Linked DNA regions of Triticum aestivum: region 1 is linked to region 2. Evidence: chromatin contacts called from public Hi-C data. All regions are on one chromosome and are shown on one strand. Each heading gives the region's core, a stretch centred on a gene start, on an enhancer-like site or on the middle of the called end of the contact. The rest is flanking DNA. Distances are from core to core; before and after follow the strand shown. Region 1 holds the start of LOC123145842 (protein DETOXIFICATION 19). Region 2 holds the start of LOC123145840 (filaggrin-2-like).

Region 1 (5,869 bases), core at 1,461-3,960, 230 kb after region 2:
TATTACCTTGGGGTGCCTTGGGCACCCCCAAGCTTAGGCACTTGCCACTTCTTATTCCTTCATCGATCGTGATCTCACCCAAAACTTGAAAAACTTCAAACACACAAAACTTAAAAAAACCTTTGTGAGATCCGTTAGTATAATAAAGCAAATCATCTTTAAGTATTGTTGCAAAACTATTCATATTTTGTTATTGCATTATACCTACTGTATTTTAAGTTTACCATGACCCCTTGATACAATCCATAGATTCATCAAAATAATCACACATGCAACGAAAACAGAATCTATCAAAAACAGAACAGTCTATAGCAATCTGAACATTAACCATACTTCTGTAACTCTAAAAATTCTAAAAAAAATTAGGACAACGTGGAAAATTTGTATATAAATTATGTGTAAGCAATTCAAAGAAAAATCACATTTCTATGGATTTACAAAATTCTAAAACTGGGCGCAAATGTTTCTATTTTTTAACAGAATCAAGTCAACTATCATTCAAACTATCCTAAAGGCTTTGCTTGGCACAACCACTAACTAAAACTTAAAAAGCACAATTATAAAAGTAGCATAATTGTGTGTTTATTAAAAAACTGAAAAATAAACAAGAAAATTAAGATAACTATTGGGTTGCCTCCCAACAAGCGCTATTGTTTTATACCGGGGATACATATTCGGGGAGACATATCGCGCAACAATAATTTATTGCATGCATTTCTTCCAATGAACACTCAGCAACAGAGTCCTACGTACCGGAGGTCCGAACTCTTGCAAAGCCCTCCTGATATGCTTCCGATCTATTGAAAAAAGGGCACGCGGATGTGTCTACGGTTAAATACGGGTCCTCGTTGGATGACATGCAAATGTTTGCGGCCGCGTCCAAACACTCGGTCCGAATGTTTGCGGACGTTGGCCCGCTCCCCCGCCCCTAGGGTTCCCCCGCCGCCGTTGTCGCCGGCTCCCCCGCGCGGAGCCGCCAGCCCCTTCCCCCTCCCCTTTCCCTTCTCCTCCCCCACCCCTCCACTCCCCCGTTCCCCCGGGCCGCCTCCCCGAGCGAGGCGGCCGGGGGCCCTTCCTCCGCGCTCCTCCAGCGTTCCCCCGCGGCCCTCCCTCCTCCCGCTGCCATCAGCGTGTGCCGCCGGTCCTCGGCCGCGTGGTGCTGGCGGCGGCGGGCATGTCCTTCCCCGCGCGCGGCCCTCCCCTGCTCGGGCGGTGATGGCCGGCGGCGGTGCGCCTCGGTCGGTGGTGGTCCGGCGTCCTCGTGCGGAGGCCGGCGGCGCTCGCCGTGGTGGTGCTGCCTCTTGGTGGCGGGGCAGTCCGGTGGTGCTGGCTAGCCGGTGGCCCGTCCCCGGCCCAGATCTGGGCCCGTAGGGTCCCTTCTGGGTCCTTGCGGGTCGGCTCCGGTGCGACCGCAACGCTCTCTGTATGGGGAGGTAGGGGAGCGGTTTGGACTGGGACGGCGACGCCGACGGCGTGCCAGCTGCTGCGCGAAGGCGGGAGCTGTCCGGGCCTTCGAGGGCCCGGTCGGGCCTGTGGGGCCACGGGCCCGGTAGGCTCCTGCTATGGCGTCCGGTCGGCTACCATCGTGGACGGTGGAGGTGGGGCCCTCCCGTATGCTGACGGTGCTGCTGCCCTAGTCCCGGCTCCTCTTCTTCGTTGTGCAGACCATCTTCGCGGTGCCGTGGTGAGACAGCGTGGGAAGCTTCGTGTCCGTGTTGGCGCAGGGTGGTGGTCGGTTTGGTGGCGAGCTCCGAAGTGCCTGAGGTAGAGGCTGGGATCGGGAGAAATCCCTGTTGGCTTGGCCGACACCGACGCGGTGGCGCCTGAGGGTGCCGCCGGACCTTCCTAGAGGGCGTCGGGGCTACCCTTCCTCTCTCCTCGCCGCGTACCGGGGGAAACCCCTGACAGCAGCGTCGTCATCGTCGCGTCCCTTCTTGGAGGTGTTGATTGGCACCGGCGCTTCGGAGTCTCGGAGCTTAGTGAGCGATCTCCGGTGGTCGCAGCGGTCACGAGCCTTCGTCGCCGCCGTTATCGGCATTTGTTTCTTTTCTTTTTTCTCTTTCTTTTTTTTGGGCGTGTTTGTGCTGCTTCCGCCCCAGCCCCTATCGTTGGTTGTATCGGATGGTTGCTTTGTAATACAAAGTGGGGGAAACCCTTTTTCTTAAAGTGTTTGCGGACGTTTTGAGGGTCCGCGTTGGAGATTTCCTTACCTTGCCAAGATTTCCAATTTATTAGAATTATACCATATGCATCCTCTTCCATTTAGTAAATTCATCGGTACATATCCGGCGAGACAGACATAGGGGCATGCCGCGCAACCATAATTTCTTGCATGCATTTCTCCCAATGAACACTCAGCGGGCACAAACAAAACGGATCCCAAAACGGTCTCCAATTGCAGAAGTCGTACGCCTCTTGCAATGAGTGTGCCAGCGACTGGATTAACAACCACATCATTCCTATTCTCAGCGAAATCCCTGATCTACATCTCAAGATCACCACTACCTCACACGTCGCGAAAAACGGGTCGAGTAGTGGTAGGAGCACACTCTCGCACGGTCCTAACACTGGAGCATTAAATGTTGATTACACCTAAGAAAAATCCAAAATTAATTAATGTGTAGGATCTGCACCACGCATGTCTCCACCACCACGCGTTCCACACGCCGCAGCCACTAGACACAAATACAGGGTGAAGGCGGCTTGCCCGCCAATCTCCACATCGCTATCCCGTTGATCGCCACAGGCACCAACCCACCTCTTCTCCCCTCTTCGTGCGGCGCGCGCGCGGGCCGGCATGACTTCGGCTCCTCTGCTGCTCGGTGGCTGCGAGCCCGCCGATGGCAAGGGCGGCGAAGGAGAGGCGAAGCCCTGCTCGCCGGCGTGGTTGCGCCGCCTGATCGACACGGAGGAGGCGTGGGCGCAGCTGCAGTTCGCGGTGCCGATGGTCCTCACCAACATGTCCTACTACGGCATCCCGCTGGTGTCCGTCATGTTCTCCGGCCACCTCGGCGACGTCCACCTCGCCGGCTCAACGCTCGGCAACTCCTGGGCCACCGTCACCGGCTACGCCTTCGTGGTACGTACTACTGCATGCTGCTAGTGCTACCACACGTCCACACACTCTTGATTCGTCCAAGTTCGATCATTAGATGGCGCATTAATCACACCGGCCCCTTCAGACGCTGTGTGATCGCGTATCATTCGCCTTGGCAGTGCGAGAGCGACGCGTTTGCCATATGCAAGTTACCTGAAAATACATATCGGTCAGCCGATTTCAAAACCTCCTAGGCGAGAACAGGGACGTCGCGATGGACAGCAGCGAGCGCGCGGGGTCAACCCGTGAATGACACGGAGTTGGAGATCGACGATGCGGCAGCGTGTGGAGTCCGAGGCTTAACCGTTGGGGCGGTGGGTGTGGTGGACTGCCGGCGCCAGAAAAGAAGGATGGTGGAGCGACGAGGGAGGGCGGCTTTGGTAGAGGGAAGGCCGGGGCGAAGCACCGTCGGCCGTTGGCAGGTGGCATGCAGCAGGCGATTTGGTGGGCGCTGCATCAGAGATCGGACCGGTGTGGAACGAGGGCTAGAAGAGGAAGATGACACGGAGCCGTTGGATGGATATCAGACGTCCACATGAAATCCACTACTCCCTCAGATTGAAGGGAGTAGCACTGAATTGTTCTTTAGGCGGAGAGGGAGAGAGAGAGAGAAGAGCGTAGTTAAACGTGGCACTAGAGCCCTAGTTGGAATGATCAGATAAGATATTACCAATGATGAGATAAGATATTACTAATATGAATTTAATGGAATACGTGCAGTACCATATCAGTAACCAGGTATAAGGATATTACTAGCTGGAGTACGTTGAGTACACCAGATATATGAATATACGCGTGAGAACACACATGTGATGCCGACCTTTTCTTTGTTTTCTTCCTGGAAGAGGAGGCGGTGTTCGCATGAACCGACACATGTCATTCTTGTTCTGGAAGCGCATGCCTGGAGAGCACGACCACGAGGCCGGGTCCTCCTCAGGATGCCGCCGCGTGACGACCTTTGCCTTGACCCCGCGGAATGCTGTGAACATTGTTTAAGAATTCACCCGATTAATCAGTTAATGTGTCAGTTAATCGCTATTCATGGCGTGGCCGAATCGAATAGCATCTACTCATTGCGTTAACTTGTCAGGCCGATTAATTGGCCAGTTAGACCGATTAATCAGTTGTCAGGTCGATTAATCTCTACTGGCCCATTAACGGGTGGGCAAACAAAACCCACATTTTTGTACCGTAACCCCCTTCCAACCCTGTCTAGCTTCTTAATAGCTAGGATTAATAATTTTACCTTCTCTATGATTTCCATATGTGTACGGCAACATGTTTTGGCATACTACATAGTTGGGAGCATGAGAGTATGATATAATATATAAAAAAATCAAGATATATATTGGCAAGTTCCTATTCAATCTACCGATTAATGGTCGATTGATTAATCCAGTTAATAAGCCGATTCATCGATTAGTCGCTACTCCTAAACCGATCGAGCAGCTACCCGTTAACGATTTCTTGAACATTAGCTGTGACGCCGGCGCTCGACCGCATCTACGCGCCTGTCCACCAACGCCGGCACTATTGGGAGAATGCCATCCCGGTGCCCCAGCCAGATGTCAATCTGTCGCACGGCTAGCATTTGAACCCGGATATGGTCCCAGTGTTGCTGGTGCCGGCCACAAGTTGCGCGCAGGAGGCGGAGATCCATGTCGTTGTGCTCAGCTCCTGACCGATCACCGGGACGACCAGGCGTCCGCAATGGAGTCCACGCACTAGGTCATGTTGTTCAACGACAAGCACAACGAGCGCCGCTGGTTGTGCTTCGAGGGTGGGCCTCGTGCAATGCGCGCACGCTCTAGCACCACAGCTGGTGATGGAGGAGGATGACGAGGAGGTTGTAGAGTCCTATAGGAGACCGTCGAAGCCTTCGAGCTCTAGGAGCTCGCCAGGTGGCCTGGCCTGTGGCTGGCACTGGCCGAATCGGCCGGAGTGCAGGTCGTCATGCCCCCATCCGCGCCCGCATCTGAGCCCGAGCAGCAGTGGTGAACACTGGTGGGGCAATCGTGGTTGTGGACATCAATGTTCCCGTGCACGTCCGAGCTTGTGCCATGCACCCTATGTGGGTGGGCGTGGACGAGCGGCAGCCGACGCGACAGTAGTAGGAGGCGCCCGCTGCATCACTGCACGCGTCGACACCGGCGGTAGTACCGTGGCCGTATCCATAGCCAGCGCCGGTCTACATTGACCTCACCGACGAGGATAACGGTGACGGCGTGACAGCGACTAGACCTAGACTTTATTTATGTTTTTAATTAATATTTTGACGTTTAATTAATGGACGAACAGACTTTTGGCAGCACTTTATATATGTTTTTATTTTCTATAAAATCCGGTCGCAATCTGAAATGCGTCACTATGGGCCGACGAACACTGTATTGAGTTGCCCTAACCAACTCAGATTTTCTTTCCTGTTGTTGCTGCGTTCCCGTGTAGCGCTTATAATTCGCCACCAGCGTTGGAGTTCAACACTCTACGAACAAGCGTATGTGCGTTGGAGATGGCCACCGTACTGTAACTTACCAGAGGAAGGCACGAACTCAACCTAGCATAAAAAAATACAAAATCAATGTGTAGTAGTACGATGCCCGATCTTCTCCCGTTCTCCACGCCACCACCCGTTTCCCACGCCGCACAGAAAAACGGGGTCAACCTCCACATCGCTCGCTATCTTCTTGATCGCCATCGGCGGCGGCGGCGGCGGCGGCACCACACACCTCCCACAAAACTAACCCGAGCTTCTTCCTCTCCCCTCTCGTGCGG
Region 2 (6,064 bases), core at 66-2,565:
CACTAGCTCGCATGTGTCGCTGCGCCATCAGAGAAAGTATCCCGCACCCAGTGTCGGAGCTAGCGGGGAATCAAAGGGGGGGGGGGCAAAGTGAAAATATGCACTTTTGAAGCGGCCAAATGACAACAATCTTCTTAATTTAAGCCTCTTATTTTTTTTCCTTCAGCAAATATGGTATGGCTGGGGTGGGGGGGGGGGGTGGCGGCCCCCTCAACATTGCACATAGCTTCGCCACTGCCCGCACCAACGATGGCCACCAGACCATATCCCACGCCAATGTGACCACATACCGCATGCCACGCCATGAAAAAGCATGGCACCCACGTGTTTTGTCTCACGGCGTCCTACGGCGATGGGAAGGAGGGAGCAGGTGGGACGGGTGAGTTGCTAGGTTGGGGCGCCAAACCAATGCCTCTTTGATTCTCAAAATGCGGTGATAGAAAAAAAATCAAGGATTATAGTGACATGTCATCTCGAATCCCACCGAATTAGAAAACTAGGAGAATTCGGATAAAGTAGTGTTTGATACTTCCTTCATTCCTTTATACAAGGCTATTATGAAAAATACATGTCGCATCTATATAAGGCCACTAACAGTAATCGAGATAAAAATTTATGATGTTTTAATACTTGCATGCATGTAGTCATAATGACAGTATGCTACTTCATTCCCGTTCCTTTTTTTGCATGCATGCAAATGTATTAATGATCACGATTAACGTAAAAAAAAGTTGTCTTGCAAAGCAGTCATTAAATTTTATCTTGATACCTGTAATCTGAGTTTGTGGTCTTGTATAAGGAAATGGTGAAAGTACCAGCATAACGAATTCTAAGGAAAATTACTACGCATTTCAAACCCATGAATCGAGTAGCCAACAGAGAAAAAAATCCTATAAAATTCTTTGAATCAAAGCACTTGCCCTCTCGTATGCTTCGTCTAGTTACGTTCGTTGTCGTCACATGCCGACACTTCCGATCCGCATCTCCTTAAGCAAACAATGCCATTTTTGCAAGCGAAAAAGGGGAGGAATCATTTTTTTCCGGACGAGGACGAATGAGGTGGGACGTGGAGACCGGGACGCGCCCGCTGCCTTCCGAGGCCCGGCTCCTCTAGTCGGCAGCCACCTGCCGACCAACTCATGCAAGCACACGTAGCGCCCTGCCACGGCGATTCGTTAATCTGACCACCCCTCATTATGGGCTAGTCGGCAGTCACCTGCCCATCCACTCACGAGAGAACACGTCGTGCTTCGTCTATCCTCTAACGGCCTATAAATACTGCCTCGTGGAGCACCTGCTTCACACAACCACCTGCTCCAAGTAAACACTAAACAACAGCACTAGTAGATTTCCCAAGTGACAAGTTTGGTGCAGGATGGAGCACCAGGGACACGGCACCGGCGAGAAGAAGAGCATCATGAGCAAGATCAAGGCGAAGCTCTCCAGCAGCCACGGTGATCACCAGCAGGCCGCTGCCACCCACGGGCAGCAGGGACACACCACTACGGGGACGCATGGCACCCCGGCCACCGATGGTGCCTACGGGCAGCACGGACACACCGGAGCCACCGGCACGGGGATGCACGATGCCGACACCGGCGAGAAGAAGGGCGTCATGGAGAATATCAATGACAAGCTCCCTGGTGACCACGAGGACCACCAGCAGACTGGTGGCACCTACGGTCAACCGGGGCAGACTGCCGCGGCGACGCATGGCGCCTCAGTTACCGGCGGCACCTATGGCCAGCAGGGAAACACCGGTATGGAGACACATGGCGCCCCGGCCACCGATAGTGCCTCCAGGCAGCACGGACACACTGGGTCCACCGACACGGTGATTCACGGCACCGACACCAGCGAGAAGAAGGACGTCGACAAGCTCCCTGGTGGCCATGGGGACCACCAGCAGACTGGTGGCACCTACGGGCAGAAGGGACACACGGCCGCGGAACCGCATGGCGCCTCAGCAACCGGCGACACCTATGGCCAGGAGGGAAACACCAGTACGGGGACACATGGCGCCCCTGCCACCAATGGTGGCTACGGGAAGCACGGACACACCAGGACCACCGGGACGGGGATGCACGGCGTCGAGACGGGTGAGAAGAAGGGTGACGTGGAGGACATTGATGACAAACTCCTTGGTGGCCATGGGGACCACCAGCAAACTGCTGGCACCTACGGCCATCAGGGACACATCGCTACGGTGACGCATGGCACCTCAGCCATCGATGACACGTATGGGCAGCAGGGAAACACCGGTACGGGGACACATGCCGTACCGGCCACCGATGGTGCCTATGGGCAGCACCGACACACCGGGGCCACCGGCACGGGGATGCACGGCACCAACACGGGCGAGAAGAAGGACGTCATGGAGAACATCAATGACAAGCTCCCTGCTAGCCATGGGAACCACCAGCAGACAAGTGGCACCTACGGGCAGCAGGGACACACCGATGTGGCGACGCATGGCCCCACAGCCACCAGTGGCACCTATGGGCAGCAAGAAAACACTGGTACGGGGACACATGGCGCCCCTGCCATCCATGGTGCCTACGGGCAGCACGGACACACCGGGGCCATTGGGGCGGGGCTGCATGGCGCCGACACGGGAGAGAAGAAGGGCGTCAAGGAGAACATCAATGACAAGCTCCCTGGTGGCCACGGGGACCACCAACAGACTGGTGGCACCTACGGGCAGCAGGGACACACCGATGCGGCGACGCATGGCGCATTAGCCACTGGCAACACCACTGTGCAGCAAGGAATCATCGGTACGGGGACACATGGCGCCCCGGCCACCGATGGTGCCTACGGGCAGCACGGACACACCGGAGCCACTGGCACGAGGATGCACGGCATCGACACCGGCGAGAAGAAGGGCATCATGAAGAACATCAACGACAAGCTGCCTAGCGGCGACAAAGACCACCAGCACACCAGTGGCACTTACGGTCAGCAGGCACAAACCGGCACGGCGATGCATGGCGCCTCAGCCACGGGCGACACCTATGGCGAGCAGGGACACACCGAAATGACCGGCTGGGGGACGCACGGCAACAACGAGAAAAAGGGCGTCATGGAGGACATCAAGGCCAAGCTCCCCGGTGGCGACGATGATCGCCAGCAAACCGGTGACACCTATGGGCAGCAGCGACACACCGACACTGCAACACATGGCACCCTTGCCACCGGCGACACCTACGGGCAGCAGGGACACACCGGGATAACCGACACGGGGACATATGGCACCGGCGAGAAGAAGGGCGCCATGGAGAACATCAAGGAGAAGCTCCCTGGTGGCCATGGTGACCACCAACAGACTGGTGGCACCTACGGGAGCCAGGAAGACACCGAAATGACTGGAATCGGGATGCATAGCACCACGGCCACAGACGGCATAGATGGTCAGCAGGGACACACCGGAATGACCGGCAGAGTGTCACACGACACCGACGAGAGGAAGGGTGTCATGGAGAACCTCAAGGAGAAGCTCCCCGACGGCCATGACGACCACCCGCAGACTGTTCGCACCGACGAGCGCCACGCCGGCACGGGGACGCATGACACCCCGGCCACCGACGGCACCTATGGGCAGCACGGACACACTGGAGTGACCGACACAAAGGCGTACGGCTCTGGCGGCACAGGCGAGAAGAAGAGCATCATGGAGAACACCAATCAGAAGCTCCCCGGGGGCCAGAATGACCGCCAGCAGACCGGTGACACCTACGGGCAGCAAGGACACACCGACACAGCGACGCATGGCACCCCGTCCACCGGCGGCACCTACGGGCAGCACGGACACACCGGAGTGACCGATAAGGGAACACAGGGCACCGACGGCATCGACAAGAAGAAGGATGCCATGGAGAACATCAAGGAGAAGCTCCCCGTTGGCCACGATGACCACCAGCATACTGCTGGCACCTACGGGCAGGATGGACACACTGGAATGACCGGCACGGAGATGCATGGCACCACGGCCACCGACGGTGGGCAGCAAGGACACAACGTAACAACTGGTACTGGGACACACGGCACCGACGGGGCCGGTGAGAAGAAGAGCCTCATGGACAAGATCATGGAGAAGCTGCCTGGACTGAACTAAGCCCGGTCTGCCTACGGCCGCTACCTTTGCAGAATAATACTCCACCGCATATAAATTGATTGAGTCTGGTTCAGAGAAGCGAATGTATCTTGGTTTAAGTTTTCATGGACAACATGTGTTCACAGTTTTTTTTTTAACATTGTCGTGCAAATTTCCTTCTGCTTTAACCCATGTATGTATGCTATGATGCCTGCCAGATCATGACGGCGCACGTTGCTGCGCCCGTCCATTTTTTCAATAGGATGGTTGGAACTCATAAAAATATATGGATATATATTTCACAATTGTTTGCTGTTAAAGTATTATCATACATGATTTATCATCAACCTGTGTTGTTGTTTTTTCGCTGGAAACCTGTGCTGTTTATTATTAGCAATTTGAATGAAAACAATGCAACCAATGCTCTGGCCTTCATAGTATTTGATTTTGTAAAGTGTGAGAAAAAGCAACAGTGTTTGAATTACCTAACACGATTTGCTGCATAGATAACACAAGCACCAGCACAAATGAGTGAAATGACCAATTACTTGGTGTGTATCACATATGAGTATAGACTTCAAGGAGGAACAATTTTACTAATATATGAACAAACACAATCTGTTCTAAATGTGCAAACAATGAAGAGAGGTAATCCATGTCAACATCACAACACTGGTTGATGTAATAAAATAGACATGTCATAATTTAGCGACCAAGGTGATGTTTCCCAAAACTTTCTGTCGAACCAAATCAGGCTACAATTGCACAATATGGTTATCACGATGGAATAAATGGCACAAACTTGCAGCAGGCATACTATGCATATCACATTTAGGTATATTATGTATTTCTCTTTTCTTAGAGCATCTCTAGCCGTTCGGCCCTAGAACGCCGAAAAAGCGCCGCCTGGGGCCGAACCGACGTTAATTTTGGCGTGGGGGCGAACGTGTTCCCAGCCGCCGCCCCCAGATCGCCCCCAAATCGGCCAAACACGACACAAAATTCGTCCAAACTCGGTGATTCATTCAAATTTGTACAAAAAAAACATGATTTAAAACTACATAAAAACGACAACTACGCCTAGCACTACTACGCCGTTGCCGCCGCCCACCTTCCACATGCCGAGGAAACTGTAGAACCGGGTGTAGTCGCCGCCGCCGTTGTCGTCGTCGTCGTCATCATCGCCGCTGCCCTGCGTCCCGCCGCCGCCGCCGTCCCTGCTGCACCCCTGACCAGGGTCGCCGACGCGCGAGGGGTTGGACGGCCCGGGTGCCTCCTCGTCACCGCTGTCGAGGATGACGACGCCGCCCTCCTCGCGTCCGCGGTGCCGAGCGGCGATCTTGTTGAAGGCGCGGCGCTGGCGCTCCATCTGCTCACGGACGTAGTCGTCCCTCGCCCACTTGAGAGCCGTCTCGTCGTCGGCAGCCATGTCTGCGTGCCCCTTCTTGACGGGGAGCAATCTCGGCTCGGTCTTCGGCCTGACGAGGCAGTAGGAAGAAGGAGAGGGGCGGCCACACTCGTTGATGACGAGGGCGCCGCCGCGGGTGCGGCACCCAAGCGGCGTCTCCTGCGGCTACGGCTTGACGGGGCGGAGCGCCGACAAATTGGAGGAAAGAGAGCCCGATCCCCGACGACGAAGAGGTCGCCGTCTCCATTCGTCGCGGCATCCAGGAACGACCGCGGCGGCGAGAGAAGGACGGGGGTGCCGGGTACTGCAGGCGTGGCATGTTGCCGGCCTCGATGTGGTCGAGGACGGCTTCGAGGGTGCAGCCGAGCACGCCCCACCATTCGCGCCACCCGTCGGAGTTGAGGCGGCCGCGGGGCAGGACGCCGTTTGTGGAGGCGACCTGGTCGGCGTGGCGGCGGTCGAAGTACATCGTCCACAGCATGTGGCCGTCGGAGGCGTACGTCGGCTCGTTCCGCTTCTCCTCCGACAGTGACGAGCTGATGCGCGCTATCTTGGCGCGCCGT

The links. Hi-C and Micro-C count contacts between places; a contact is called where the count stands out from the background.
Region 1: a contact with region 2 is called in a Hi-C map of leaf, with 3 times the contacts expected there. The contact joins the promoter of LOC123145842 here to the promoter of LOC123145840 in region 2. A contact is called at or near these places in 2 of 5 Hi-C or Micro-C datasets (leaf and root).

The regions. Positions count from the first base shown.
Region 1 is chr6D:456,667,429-456,673,297 of IWGSC CS RefSeq v2.1, forward strand. LOC123145842 (protein DETOXIFICATION 19) reads left to right here and starts at 2,711. Exons shown (of 7, transcript XM_044565348.1): 1 at 2,711-3,079. The coding sequence starts at 2,798.
Region 2 is chr6D:456,442,350-456,448,413 of IWGSC CS RefSeq v2.1, forward strand. It overlaps LOC123145840 (filaggrin-2-like), which reads left to right and starts at 1,316. Exons shown (of 1, transcript XM_044565345.1): 1 at 1,316-4,398. The coding sequence starts at 1,376. The coding sequence ends at 4,114.